Linked DNA regions of Bicyclus anynana: region 1 is linked to region 2. The links are chromatin contacts, called in public Hi-C maps. All regions are on one chromosome and are shown on one strand. Each heading gives the region's core, a stretch centred on a gene start, on an enhancer-like site or on the middle of the called end of the contact. The rest is flanking DNA. Distances are from core to core; before and after follow the strand shown.

Region 1 (7,189 bases), core at 3,759-6,258, 57 kb after region 2:
GCGGATAATAGCAAAATAATAGGGAGGTCAATTGTACGTAAGCCCATATTTTTATATTTATTTATGTTTTATTATGACTATGTATGAATAATAAAGTGTATTTTATTACACTTATTTATTTATTGTTTTATTAACAAATGAATCACAGCTTTGATTGTTTTATGAGACACACTTAAAATGTTTTATGAGTCTATATATTTATATTTCAAACGCACACAGAAAAATAATAATTATCTCTTATAAAAAAAATCTATAAACTATAAACTCTATTAAGAAAATGAAATTTGACTTAGAAGAAATTTGCAGATAAAAATGCAAATATACCTAAGTATCTCCGACTCCATGTATACTTATTACTTACTACGATACTACTAATTTATTCTCTACATCCTTTGAAGAACAAAGTTTTCTTAAATATATTACATTTAAAAGTCAATGCAAGAGCACACTCAATTACGAACGAAGTGTGTTTTGCCATAATTTTTCTTAAGCAGACGTCACACCCACGAGCATTGCATTGTCCAGAATATTCTTTTTAATTAAATGCAGCTTTAAGCCTCGCACGGATACGTATTTGTGAGCACTTATAAAAGTGTTGATACAAATAGATACTTTTTTAACACTTCATTTAAAATTAGCTGTTTAAATTTCAAAGATTAAAAATCCGATGATTTTTGTGTTAGCCGACTTTGTATACCGTAGACAGTCTCTATTTAGTAGGTACATACTCAATGCACCAATCGTCCGTCATTGTTAAAACTACCATGTAAGAATTAGGTACTTTAGGAATTTCCATTTTTCTCTTTAAAGTCTGAGCAGCTATATGAGGATACCTAGGTAGTTTTAGTAAGGTATAGTAGAACTTTTAGGTAGTAAATAACCTACGTAATAACCTATTACTTCCTCCAATAGTTGACTATGACGTAATATTCAAAAGACCTCATCATCATCATCATCATATCAGCCGATGGACGTCCACTGCAGGACATGGCCTTTTGTAGGGACTTGCAAACATCACGATACTGAGCCACCTGCATCCAGTGAATCAAAATCAAAATCAAAAGACCTATTAAATCCAAATGACTTAATTCTAAGTATACTCTTATAAATAAGATTCTATAAGAGGAAACTAATATCTACCGACGTATTATACACATACTTATCGCTAAGCCACAAAATTCAACGTAAACCGTGGAGATACGCCGAGATGAATAGGTATACATGAATAGATAGGTAGGTAAAGGGGCTTTACTTTATCTCCACAGCTATAAGATACAATGTTGCAGAAAGCATTTACGCATTTGCAATTTAATATGCTAAATACCAAGTTATTTACCATAAACCCCAAGGTTTCGCAGTCTTTTAGGATTGTAGACACGTTCTCTATTACAAAATATACATTCAAGTTATGCTATAAATACTTATTATATTAACAAAAATCATTATCTCAAACACTGAAATTTAACTGGGCTTCGAAAAAAGAATAGGAGTTAAAAGTTAAGAATCCTTAAAACGCTGAGGATTCTTAACCTTTTAACTCTATGGTTTTGTAGTATTAATTTCATCTACATCAATTTATTTTAATAACCTGGTCTTTCCTCTTAAAATCAAAGAAGATTAAAAGCTTAGATTCACCATGCTATTTCAATGCGAATTGGCGGATTTACGATCGTTGTTTGTTTACAGAATCTGAATGCAATTTCGAATATGTACCTACTTACCTATTCTAATATTTAGTTTAGGAACCAACTGTTTTTCAATACAGGGTTGGCTTTATCGCAGTTCTAAGGTCGACATTCCATTTTTTCGCGTATCGATCCTCTAAAGCAGACATTTAAACTATTTTACTTTAAAGTCAAAGACTAAGTAGGACTAGAAGTCTATTTAACATATCAGTGTCAGCCGTATCAATAATACGGGGCCCCCGGAACACAGGGGCCCCTTAAGTCTGAAAGCAAAAATTAGTAAAATTCAATCCACAATCTCTCTTAATTTGGAGCTTCCCGGAGAAAAAAACATAAAAAACTGCTAAGAGATTTTCGGGATTTGCCGCACATCTAATCGGCCCCCAACTATTTTTTATATAGGGCCCCTCCAAGGCAAGCTACGCCACTGATTCATAGTTTTATAAGTAGCTAACTCGTTGAACAAGTTTTGATCAAGTCTCAATTGTGTCAAAAGAAATCCCACGTCAAGACCTCCGAAAGGGTCAATATTCAAATAATCAATATTATGTCATTGAATAAATAAAAGTTACTTTTAGTTATTAGGTATCTAGTGTTGGTATGCCCACATGTCGTTACCTATTTGAATAGTTACGTCAAGAACCAACTGTAACGTTTGTATCGAGTAAATGTAGGCACAATAGATAAGGCTAGACGCTAAATAAGCAACCTACATAGCTATCTAAAGCCGTCGACCCCGCAAGGACGGAATCCGTCATGTCAGGTCAAGGCCATGTCATACGTCACACGAATATCTGCATCTGTGATCGTCTACATAGATACGCATGCAAACACCAATGTAGCTCTTGCGTCTTTGGAATAAGAGAGCCGCTTTGGTGGAGTAAAAATAGTCGGTGCAATGAACTCCACGGAACCGCTGTTACGTTCGAGATGTTACAACCGTGGTTATAGGTATTTCAGATGTTGATAACGTTAGTTGAATAACAACTATTTTTTTTTTTTTAATTTTTTGAATAAATTTTTGTATCGTACGGAATGGAGTTATAAAATAGTTACAGTTATTTTAATATTAATTAATATAAAGACGTACCTACCAAATTCCATTTTTGTAGAAACACCCGATAGTGTGTACCTGTACCTACTTTTCAAAATGTTGTTTCTTGCAAATAAATGATTCTGATTATGATTTTGAATGTTTTTATATGATTGATAGGTAGGTAGTTGAGTTAGGTATATGGTTGGGTTGATAGGTTGAGTTGAGGCGTCAAAGCTAAAAATTTTTTTATTATATTTTTAAAAGTATTAGTTAGGATTACGAACACCTATAAGAAAAAATATCTAGGTAGATCGTATGTAGATAGGTATCTACGTAAATGTAGGTATCTACCTACGTACTTTTCTTCTAATTTTCAATGTAAATATACCTACCTACTTTTAACTTATTAAGTATAACTAGTAGTTATATCAGTTTCGTATCCAACAAAAAAAAATTAAGTTATGGGCTGATGAAACATATAAATCTTAAAACAGGTAGATAGGTACGTAGGTGCATGAAGAAACCAACGAAGGGAATCGGTGATAATAACCATAAATTTGCGATTCCAAATAAAAATTACAAATATATGGGACTAATCTGTAGACCAATCACATAAATAAAAAGAATGAAACAGATGCGCTTACCCCACCCGCCCGTCAGATATTTTCATTCCAATTTTTATAACAATAAATTGTAGGAAATGGAAAATATTACTGTCGGCGTTACAAAGAGAGATACAGTTGTTAAGGCGCACGGTGGTCTTTTAATTATTTAGGATAAAAATATGACAGGACTTCATTAGGGCCGCATGGACATGGACATGTGATTTTGTTACAATAAATTATATTTTTTGACGTGAGAGAGCAAATTACATTATATACCTACATTTAAAAAAACATCCCAATCTTTTCCAAACAATGATGTTAGAAGAAAAAAGAGGTAGGTAGGTTATACGCAGACTGCAAGTGGCACGTTAAAACTATGCTAATTAGCAAACCTGTGCTCAGTCACAGCTGAAATATCTGTGTGCTAGTTGTGAACATCGAATGTGGTATAAGTAACCTATCTACCTCTATTTTCTTCTTTGTTTCCAAATATAAAAAAAACATGTGCTCGCTGTGATGATTTTTCTTCTATCATTATATTAATATGTACCTATGTTAATCATAATTAAATAATTAAAGCGACAGCGGCTTAACATAATCTCCAAGTTACATGGAGGTCAAGGTTATCAATTTTCGAAATTCAGGTAGATACATAAATAACGTAAACGGCCTACGGCCTACGTCTGCATAACTAAATAGTTTTTAACACAGTCAAGTCGAACTTGCTACCGTCGCCGAATTTATCAACCAATAATGCACTAGGTAGGTATACGGATTCCTATCAGATCTATTTCAAAATCTACTCAAAAATAGACTCTTGATACTCTTACCTATTAGGTAAATACAACTTACTATTAGCAAGTAGGTACGCAGGGAAAAATACCGACTCCCTATAAATTAAAAAAAAATATATTACCTCAACCATACTTTCTAAAGGATTTGTAACAATAAGTTTTGTAAGAAAAAGTGTTCTATCAATAACTTTCCCGATTTTAGATGGACCACCATTCTCCTCTCCCCTAAATATATTAAATGCCTTGATTAGTTCGATAACGCTCTTAATTAAATGAACCAGTCTTATAGAATTGTTTTGTAGATAAACTACGATAAGTAGCTACATAACTTTGGTAGAAGGGTATAAATGTCGATATATAATAAATGATCTATGTTGATAATACGTCTATAATACCGACTGTGAAAAAACTCAGAAAATTTAATTGTTCATGAATTTTTGGAATAGTAGTAAAAGATTACCCCAATACCTACGTAGGTACATAATAAATCGATAGAATTCCATAATAAAGTTTTTAAAATCATAAACCCTTTACAAATTCAAATAGAATAGTAGTTATTTAGAAATATATTGTTTTTACAATTGTTAGATTTAGGTGTCTAAACTCAGCAGGCCATCAAAATATCTTAACGCGTCGTCGTCTATCACTTTGGATTTTAAATGTTCCCTTACCAGATTAGGGTGCATCCTAAAAGGTTCCATAACGATAACTTGGAGCACAAGAATGCCGGTCGAAGAGCATAGATGCATAAAGTGCGACACTTTTTTAAATTTGCAACTAGTTTTACTTTATTACCTAAACATTAGAAGTTAGATTTGTGTAACCTAATGGAGCAGAAAAGTTTGTGAATCCGTAGCAATGGTGGACCGATATGGCGCTCGTGACGTCACTCGGCCAATGAGAGCGCGCGGTGCACCGACGGCAGCGCCACAACCACAAAATGGCGGCCGTCGGCCCATTGCCGCCGCCTTCTCTGTTTAGGCCTAAAATGTCAAACAAGTTTTTATTCTCCTGTTATAGTTACGTGTGTTTTACAGAAATTCATGATATTTATTTACTTTAACGGTGTTTTTAATTAAAATAAATGTGGTGCTATTTATTGACGATTGCTGATATGGCGGCACGTAAGACATTTTTTCTATTGAGTTATTTGATTTCACTTGTTTTGGTATTGACTTACCTCTCTTTTTATATTTTTGAAAATTAAATGATCTCCTTTTTTGTTATAATGTAATAAAATAAAAGTACGCAATTCTTTATTTTAATTTATGCAATGCATTTTATAATGTTTTTGTTTCTATACTCCTACGGGCCTGTTTATTTCAAAATATACTGATCTAATTCATTTTGTTTGTCATTTATTTTTTTCTTAAATATTGTATTAGGTATGTAATAATAACCAGTGCACAGTAAAACCAACTGTGGTTTGTGTTGCATTATGGTTAGGCTTAATTTATATATGATTTTTGTAGAATAATAAGTAAATACATAAAATAAATAAATAGTTATCTATGAAAGCTGTCTTATTAGATTTTTTTCCTACAAGAATTTAAAAGAATAATTAATAGGTAGGTAAGTAAGACACTTTTACCCAACCAAAGCTATATTAAGATATTATACACAACCAAAGCTACATAGTAGGTACTCGTATTAGGATTACTTAATCTAAGACGTGCTACTATTTTGTTGATAGTAGATATATTTAGTATTAGAGTTAGGTATTTAACACAGTAGGTATAAAAATATTTTAATTATTAGCAACGATATAGCAGCTTTATTAAAGTAGGTATTAATATATCTAACAGGTAAAGTGAGATATATCTAATCACTTTTAAAAAATAAATGATAAAGTTCTCCATTTTCAATTAAGACCAATATAAATTGGTACTTAACAAAATATTTTAAATGGAGGAATATTTTATACCTATAGCAAGATTTCACATTGTCACTGCTAATCAGAGAGAATACAATTCACTCGTATCGCAATAAAGACGACATAAAATATCGATATCGATGTGCTGCAATGTAGATAATTCGCGTTGGCAGAATTATTGATTCGATGTTTGCAGTAAAATCGCTGCAATTTATCGCCGGCTACGTACGTACGCCATAACTAAGTCGAGATCAAAGGGTTGCCTTTGAAAGTGCATCGAAGTGCACATATCGATACTAAGACTTGGACATCCTTACTGATAATTTACAGCGGATGTGGTTTTAAATACTTTTTACGTATTTTTTTCTCTCTCGGTCTTTTCTTAGAAATATGTGTGCATAATATTTATTCTATTTTAGGATATGCGCGGCTTTGTGGGATTCCATACTTATCTACTAACCTAAAATACTAACAGCCGCGAAGTGTTAACGCAATCAGATTCCTGTCGGGTTACCTTTAAAAAGTCATGTTTATACATTGTTGTACTGTATCCTAAATATACCTATGAGAAACCGGAGTTTGTATTAAACTAGGTATATGATTTCCTTTGCTTTGGGACGGCTTACCTTCATTTAAATTCCACCTTTCGCCACTTTTAACATTTAATTTAAAAGTTACATTTACATTATAATTTTTTAAAAGTAAAATACTCTTTAATACGCATAATTATTAAAACTTTGTATGCTGGAACAGGTCATTGCCTAAAATCAGGTAGGTAGGTAATAGGGTATTTCGATGTTTTAGATACTTTTGCGTTCTAAGCTGCGTCTGCCACGATCCAATCAAAATGCTTGATTCAAACACACACACACACACACACTCCTATTTTTGTTTATTTTTTTTTACTTTAGTTCTGCATGTTTTTTTTTCTTTTTCTTATGATTTATTGTATTTGTAACTATATAAAATTATTTATCAAACTACTGCAACATTGAAAATGGGAAGACACTGCCTCCTGCTACAGTAACAACTAGTAGGTACAGGAAGCAGGGCTGCAACTTAATTTTGTGATATGAAGTTTTTGATGAATAAAGATTTATTTATTCATCAAAAACTAATATATAATTATTATTATATTAAATGCAGTCTTATAATTGGTAAGATCAGGCCGCGAACACGTGGATCTTTGTTCGATT
Region 2 (7,307 bases), core at 231-2,730:
TGAGATTTGTTTTTCATAGTCTCGATTTTTTTTCACCCACCGTTCCAATTCACATGTCGCATTACACTGTAGAGTGAATGACGCTTGGCGTAGTAGTCAAGCCTCACATGGCGGTTGCCACAGTTTTAATTAAATCGTGAATTAATAACAACACACAATGTTTTTTAATAATTTTTTATTATACAAAGAAGCAAAAAAATATTTATCAAAGTAATAAAGAATACATTAGTCCAAGGACGTCTTAATAGGTTAGGAGATACTTATAAGATCAGATGTAGGGCCGCTGAATTTAGGAAAAAAAAAGCATATCTTTTTGTGATCTCCTTTCTCAGTAGCTACTGCAATAGAGACCTACTGGAATTCTGGGTCTCATGAAATCGACTATTGAACCTAAATAGGTCGGTAATGTTGTTTAGTATCTATATACATTGTACCTACGTATTACGTGGCAATACAAAGATATATCTTTTGATATGTTAACAAAGTCACTATAATGAGACATAACAACAAATATTTAATTTGTCAAAAAAAACCTTAATCAAATTTCAATACTGTACTGTAACGTTTGGCAATCAATTTAGGTAATATATCACAAATATTGATTTGTTAAACTAATGCTACAATATTAACAAAATACTTGGTCATTTAATCTATTAAAATGTATAATTTTTAATAAAAAAAACTATTCTGATAAGAAAGCTTGCAGTACATACTCCATTCAAATTGGAACGCAACAATAATAAACCCCAATAAGAATTGCACCGAACTGTGTTACGCCGGCCACGTGGTCGAACTGGTATCATTCATCCCTCTCCAACAAACATTGTCCTTTCATTCACGCATTTCATTCATCCTTTTAAGTCGTAACCACATAGAGTACACGTGGAACTGTAATCTTTACGACAATTTAAATAAAACCGTTTATTGTCTGACGTGTTTATTTATTTACTACATTTTTGATCGCTAGACGGTGTTTAGTGCAGGGTTTTTATAGGCTTAACTTGCCTTTTCAGCTTTATCAGGTCGGTGGTACGGCGGTGTGGCAGTAGAACATTGCATAAGTATAGGTTTTATGTTGTTATTGTGATGTTTATGCCATAAACGTACACAGGGCCCGATATGGACAGTTTAGGTCATTTGTTTTACGATTCAAACATTTTTCCATTGGTCTGTAATTGATTATTTTATTGTCAAATGATTTATTTTTACGATCCAATGTGTAAAGTAATTAATATCATACTTATGTGTAATAAAGACTCAGATAAAAATGTATATAAAATTGAAAATCAATGAGGTCATTATAGAGATCGACACGTCGTTGAATTTTTAATAGGTTTAACGTCGGCACAGATAAACTTACTATTTACTAACAATTATTATTTTATTGTACTTTTATAGTATACCTAGGTAGGTTTAGAGATTGGAAACTATAAATATAAGTTGGTTACTATAAAAGGTTATTATTTATGAAAAATATTATTATAATAATTATCTTTAGGTTTACCTATCCACCTATATCCCTAGGACTAAGTTATTAAAGCAACAGCCACTTCGTCTTCAAGTGGCTTTTATATTAATAGGTACAGTTAATTATCTAATACCTATACTAATATTATAAAGAGGAAAGATTTGATTGTTTGTTTGCATTCAATAGGCTCCTAAACTACTAAACGGATTTAAAAAAATATTTCACTGTTAGAAAGATACATTATTCCCGGGTGCCATCGTTATCAACCCATATTTAGCTCACTGATGAGCTCGAGTCTCCTCTCAGAATGAAAGAAGTTAGGCCAATAGTCCTGGCTGGCTCCAATAGTCCAATGCGCATTGGCAGACTACATGCAGAGAATTAAGAAAATTCTCTAGTAGGTAAGTATGCAGGTTTCGTGACATTGGCTATATCCCTTATTCCTAAGGTCTCGTCCCACCACAGGCTCATGCCTCGCTCCGTAATAGAGAGGAGATATGGAGCTTAGACCCACCAGTCTGCTCCAATGCGCTCAACGGGCTATCAGCCGATGGACGTCCACTGCAGGACATAGGCCTTTTGTAGGGACTTCCAAACATCACGATACTGAGCCGCCTGCATCCAGCGAATCTCTGCGACTCGCTTGATGTCCTCAGTCCACCTGACAGGCTCAAGGCCAAGCTAAAGCTAAAGCTGAATTCTTTAGCAACCACTGTGAATCAAATGTTCATGATAATGACCAGGACAACGTGCTCTGCGAGAAACCGGATTGTGATACCACAAACATCCCAACACCGGATTGCGAAATTTTTCTGAAGTTTCTCAGAAAAGAAGACCTCAGTAGGTATTTCATAACCGGACTAGACCCGACCGAAATCAAAAATCAAAATCAAAATCAAAAATCATTTATTTCAAGTAGGCTCAGTTTACAAGCACTTTTGACACGTCACTTGACTATTTGTAAAGATTCTACCACCGGTTCGGAAGGCAGGTTCTGCTGAGAAGATACCGGCAACAAACTCAACAGTTGCTCTTTTGAAAAAGTCATACAGTATTATAATTTACAATTGATAACAATTACAATTTCTTATAGTTTTATTTCCTGTGTGAAGGTGGAAGCTGATCCAATCGCCTCCAAGCGCTTTTATCTTACTTACTTACTACTACTTACTTTTATCTTACTTACCGATAACTTACTATAGGTACCAACGGCGAAGATTCCATGCAAGCCGATTTCCACCGGGTTACCTTTAAAAATCTATAGGTACATATTCATTGTTGTACGATATCTAGATATTTGAGAACCCAGAGTTTGTATCACGCTATATGAATTACCTTTTCTTTGAGTCGACTTAACTTCTTCTAAATTCCATCCTTCGCCACTGATAGGTAACAGTTTTATCTTCTAGAAATAGTCCTGCAGGCTAATTCAGTAACTTTGTCGTACCTATGTTAGTTGTCATACCTATACGAAATTGATATTTTTGGTAACAATTCATCCGGTGTCTACTGACAACCCTTCGTGGATATCATACAGTTGGTAGATGACATTTCTCACTTGATTTGATGTTTATTTTAAAAGGTTAGTAATAAAGACCAAATCAGTGAATAAGCTAGTAGCCATTTATACAATGAATGTTTAATAGTTAGAAATAAAATAGCATTTACTGTAAAAAATACGAACGAAGCCGCAGGTAAAAGTAAAACTAATAGGTAAATTAATCAACCTATTAACCTATAAAAGAAATTTATATCCGTTAACAACTGAGATCATCTGTGTACCATAAGAAACTAATTTGAATTTAGATTAAGTAAACTTATAAGAATAGTTTTCCAATAAAAATAATTATCATTTACAAATGAGGTGCTTTGTTTTAGCTAATTTCAATATCCGATACATAATGGTTGTTTTAATGCAAACCTATTTGAGAAATTATAATATTTAATGCAAATTTTGATATAATTTAGATAAAATACTTAAAAGCTAAATCGACTCTTCAATCGGTGGTGATGTTCTGTGGATCTCTGTCTTCATTCCGTGACGTGAGTGGTATCAGCGCCCACATATTCATCGTTATCAACCTATATTCGGCTCACTGCTGAGCACGAGTCTCTTCTCAGAATGAGAGGAGTTAGGCCAATAGTCCACCTCGCTGGCCTAACGCGGATTGGCAGACTTCACACTCGTAGAGAATTAAGAAAATGCTCAGGTATGCAGGTTTCCTCAGGATGTTTAGGTACCTACCTATCTTTAAACGTTTGATACATGTGATATTTGATTTCTTAAAAATGCACATAATCAACTAAGTTGGAGGTGCATGCCCCGGGCCGGTTCGAACCTACGCCCTCAAGAATCAGAGACAGAGGTCATATCTATTGGGCTATCACGGCTCTTACTGGGCTATCACGGTGCCGAAATATACGAGTAGCTATATATAACGAAACTATATAATCATGTTACGGTAAGTATATAGGTACCTACGATAGGCAACTAGGTAGGTATAAATCTTGGATCATGTGGGTTTGTGAGGGAGGTCCTCAGTTGCAAGATAGCTTCATAGTAACCTTCAAACGTCGATTTTTTTAATCGAAGGAAGGTCTAGCACATGCTCCTGCTGTATATTATATTATCTACATATTTATACAACGTAGGCAGATATAGATAACGACTTCAGTTTCTCTTGCAAAATTACCAACTATTAAATTTACGGTATGTTTAATACCAACAAATTTCTCTAACATTGTTCGTTAAGAACATAAGGGTCACTACATACGTAACGGGGTTAGGACGTGGACAGGGCGGCGATGGGACGAGATGTGTTAAAGCTAAACTTCGCCGTCCCGTCCATGCAGTAGGTACTAGCAATTACCCGACGGTTTCACTCGAAGATTTCCCAATCCCGTTGTAATATGGGGACTAAAAAATAGCCTAGATTTTACACGCTGATAGTGTAACTTTCCATTAGTGTAAGAGTTTTTAAAATCGGTCCAGTAGTTTTGAAGCTTTTATAACGACAAAAAAACAAAGGAAATCAAATCTTACTTACTTGAGATTAAACAATATTATATATTAAACAATATTATTTCAAAATCTAGTCGGTTCAGTACCGTCCGAGATAAAACACGCCACGTATGTAGCGAGCCTAACTTCCCTCGCGCTCAGCATTAGTATAAAAACCTTTGTGGATACAAACAAAACATAAAACTTAGACTGTGTTTGATTACACGCTCGCAGAACATAACAGTGTACGTGCCAATAAATAATTTACTAAAGACTGTGTAAAATTTCGCCCATATAACAAAAGAAACGCCGACAAGCACTGATGGCCTGTTTTATAGAGGATCGATGTATAGAAGCCATCTCGCAGCCACAAAGTCCCAGGTGGGTGGAGCAAGTGTCCATCGTAAAAGTGCTCAACTCCTCGGAAAATTTACAACTATCGCCCGCGAGATTTAACGATCAGTTTATAGAACCGACGCTTTTAAATTCGATATAAACTTGTTTTGTCACTTACAGTGTTCATCAAAATGACAAACGACTGTAAATACGACTGGAATCTTTCTTGTTGGTCGTCATGCCAATTGGAGTAGATAAAAGTTAGCAGATTTATTTCAAAAACTGGTCTAATAAATTAATCTATTTGGTATTAGAATACGATTTTAGTCTTTTATCTTACAAAAGACAGTCCAGTAAGCGTCAGTTTGTTATAATACAATACATATCTACTTACATACATATTCGTATGTCGTTAATGGTAACTTTATGTAACAATATAAAATCTTCTACAGCTAGGTCCGATGCTGCTTCTACGTACTTATTTGTAAGCTCCTTAATACCTAGTCATTTATAATATAAGTAATTAAGCTAAAATGTAAATTTGGAAAAAAGTCCGCATTGGTAGAGCCATTTTCAATTTTTTTTGCACAATTATTTTTTAGTTACATAGAATAAGTACCTGCTTTAGTTTGTTTACTTGTACGTAGGTATCTACTTAATGATACCTAACTTATTATCAGTTGTTATCAACACCCATTCTGATGACCACATTCTCGGATTAGTGCTTATATTACTTTAGAAAGCCGATTTAATATTATCTATAAACACCAGACACCAGTTAATAATAAAACAATAATTATGGCTATCTAGCATCGGTAATATTTTAATAGGGATTGCTTACCTTATTTTAAAGTAAACTGTCACCTGCAACAAAAAGAAACACATTAGTTTTTTATATTGATGTCATAATACTGAACTAAAATGAATAAAATTAAAGTACGGCGGCAATATTTAGGAAAGTAGGATTACTACCTTATATTACTTGATATAGAGTTTGCCTTCTTCATGAAAAACGGCGTAAAATACCCAAACCACTAGATAGGTGGTTAGGCGTTCTACGACAATACTCATGTGAGTTTAAATTCTTACTCGTAGCTTAATCTTTGATACTTTCATACTGTCTTTAGGTTAAGCTTTGTGTGCCTTTAAATTTTAGAGGCAACCATTTACCTACAAAATAACAGCAAAGTTGGTCAGCTGTCACGCTGAATCCTACAAAAATAATGAGTACCTGTTATTCAGTTTTTGGCAGCCTTCGAGGCGCAGTGGTATACGCGGTGGATTTACACGAAGGTCCTGGGTTCGATCCCTGGCTGGGCCAATTGAGATTTTCTTAATTGGTTCAGGTCTGTCTAGTGGGAGGCTTCGGCCGTGGCTAGTTACCACCCTACCGACAAAGAAGTACCGCCAAGCGATTTAGCGTTATTCCAAAGTCCCCAAATTGATTAATTAATATCTTGACATAACAGAGACCTAATTAGACAAAATCTCTTTCAAATATTTTCTTATAATTTATAATTTATAATTTTGTAGCGTTTGTCCGTGACTTCGTCTGCATGTTTCAGACCATAAAAATTGTCTCAAAAGCTTAGAATGTAATAAAACGTGACCACCAGACAAACAGTTTAAAACCATTGTTTTGGGTTTACAAACCTATAAATAGGAACATAAAAGTTGATCCCCAGAGGACACATTCCTATTGCTTAGGTAATAGTTTATCTACTTGCGTAAGTATAGGTTTCTTAGGTCAAATACAAAATTTTCAATTATTATCTTTTCTTCATTAACAGCCGATGGACGTCCAGTTCAGGACATGGCCTCTTTCATGGTCTTCCAAATAAAATGGCCTTGAGCCGCCACCAGTGGCGACTAAACTGCGCTTTCCGGTGCGGGGTTCCCAATTTAGCATCTTGTACAAACTTTTCAATGTTAAGTTGTTATACCTAGGTATTTCTCTGTTGTGGTAGGCATTAGCTAGTATCTCCCAGGCGGAGCGCCAAGCGATTTAATTAGCTGGTACGTTTAAAATATGTAGGACGTAGGTCGGTATATGGAAAACTAAAAAAAATAAAATGGAAAGTGTTAATACATTTTTTTTATTCGATAGTTACCTAGTTACTGATTATTTTTACAATAGCTCAAATTATATCAAAGTAGGGAGGTAGGTACAGGGGAAGATTTAATATGGTATACCTACCTGTTAAAAAAACAACCGAAATGTATCTAATCTCCAAAACGCAATACCAACCCTTTGTTATCTATTTTAATAGAACCAATTTACATTTTATAAACACTTGCATTTGTCTCAGTTTGTAAGTTTGTAACTAGGCAGCAATATTTATTAAGCTATCCCCGTATAAAGGGGGGTAAGTAGGAAATTTTAATTTCACGTCTCGAGGCCGGGGGCGCGGAATTTGTGTGGCATAATAAGTGAGATTGTTGCGAAATTTGCTACAAGAAAAAGAACGAGGGCTTACACCATACTAGCTCGCGAGAATAGAG

Evidence for each region. Hi-C and Micro-C count contacts between places; a contact is called where the count stands out from the background.
Region 1: a contact with region 2 is called in a Hi-C map of whole larva, with 5 times the contacts expected there. The contact joins the enhancer-like site here to the promoter of LOC112057784 in region 2. A contact is called at or near these places in 2 of 2 Hi-C or Micro-C datasets (whole body and whole larva).

The regions. Positions count from the first base shown.
Region 1 is chr10:6,267,058-6,274,246 of ilBicAnyn1.1, forward strand. No RefSeq gene overlaps it. Among protein-coding and RNA genes, the nearest start is that of LOC128198427, 7.4 kb to the right of the region's middle. Within about 2 kb of position 5,009, at least 8 of the 8 cell types and tissues checked have open chromatin away from gene starts, as enhancers often do.
Region 2 is chr10:6,213,762-6,221,068 of ilBicAnyn1.1, forward strand. It overlaps LOC112057784 (homeobox protein abdominal-A homolog), which reads right to left and starts at 1,481. Exons shown (of 3, transcript XM_024098330.2): 1 at 1-1,481.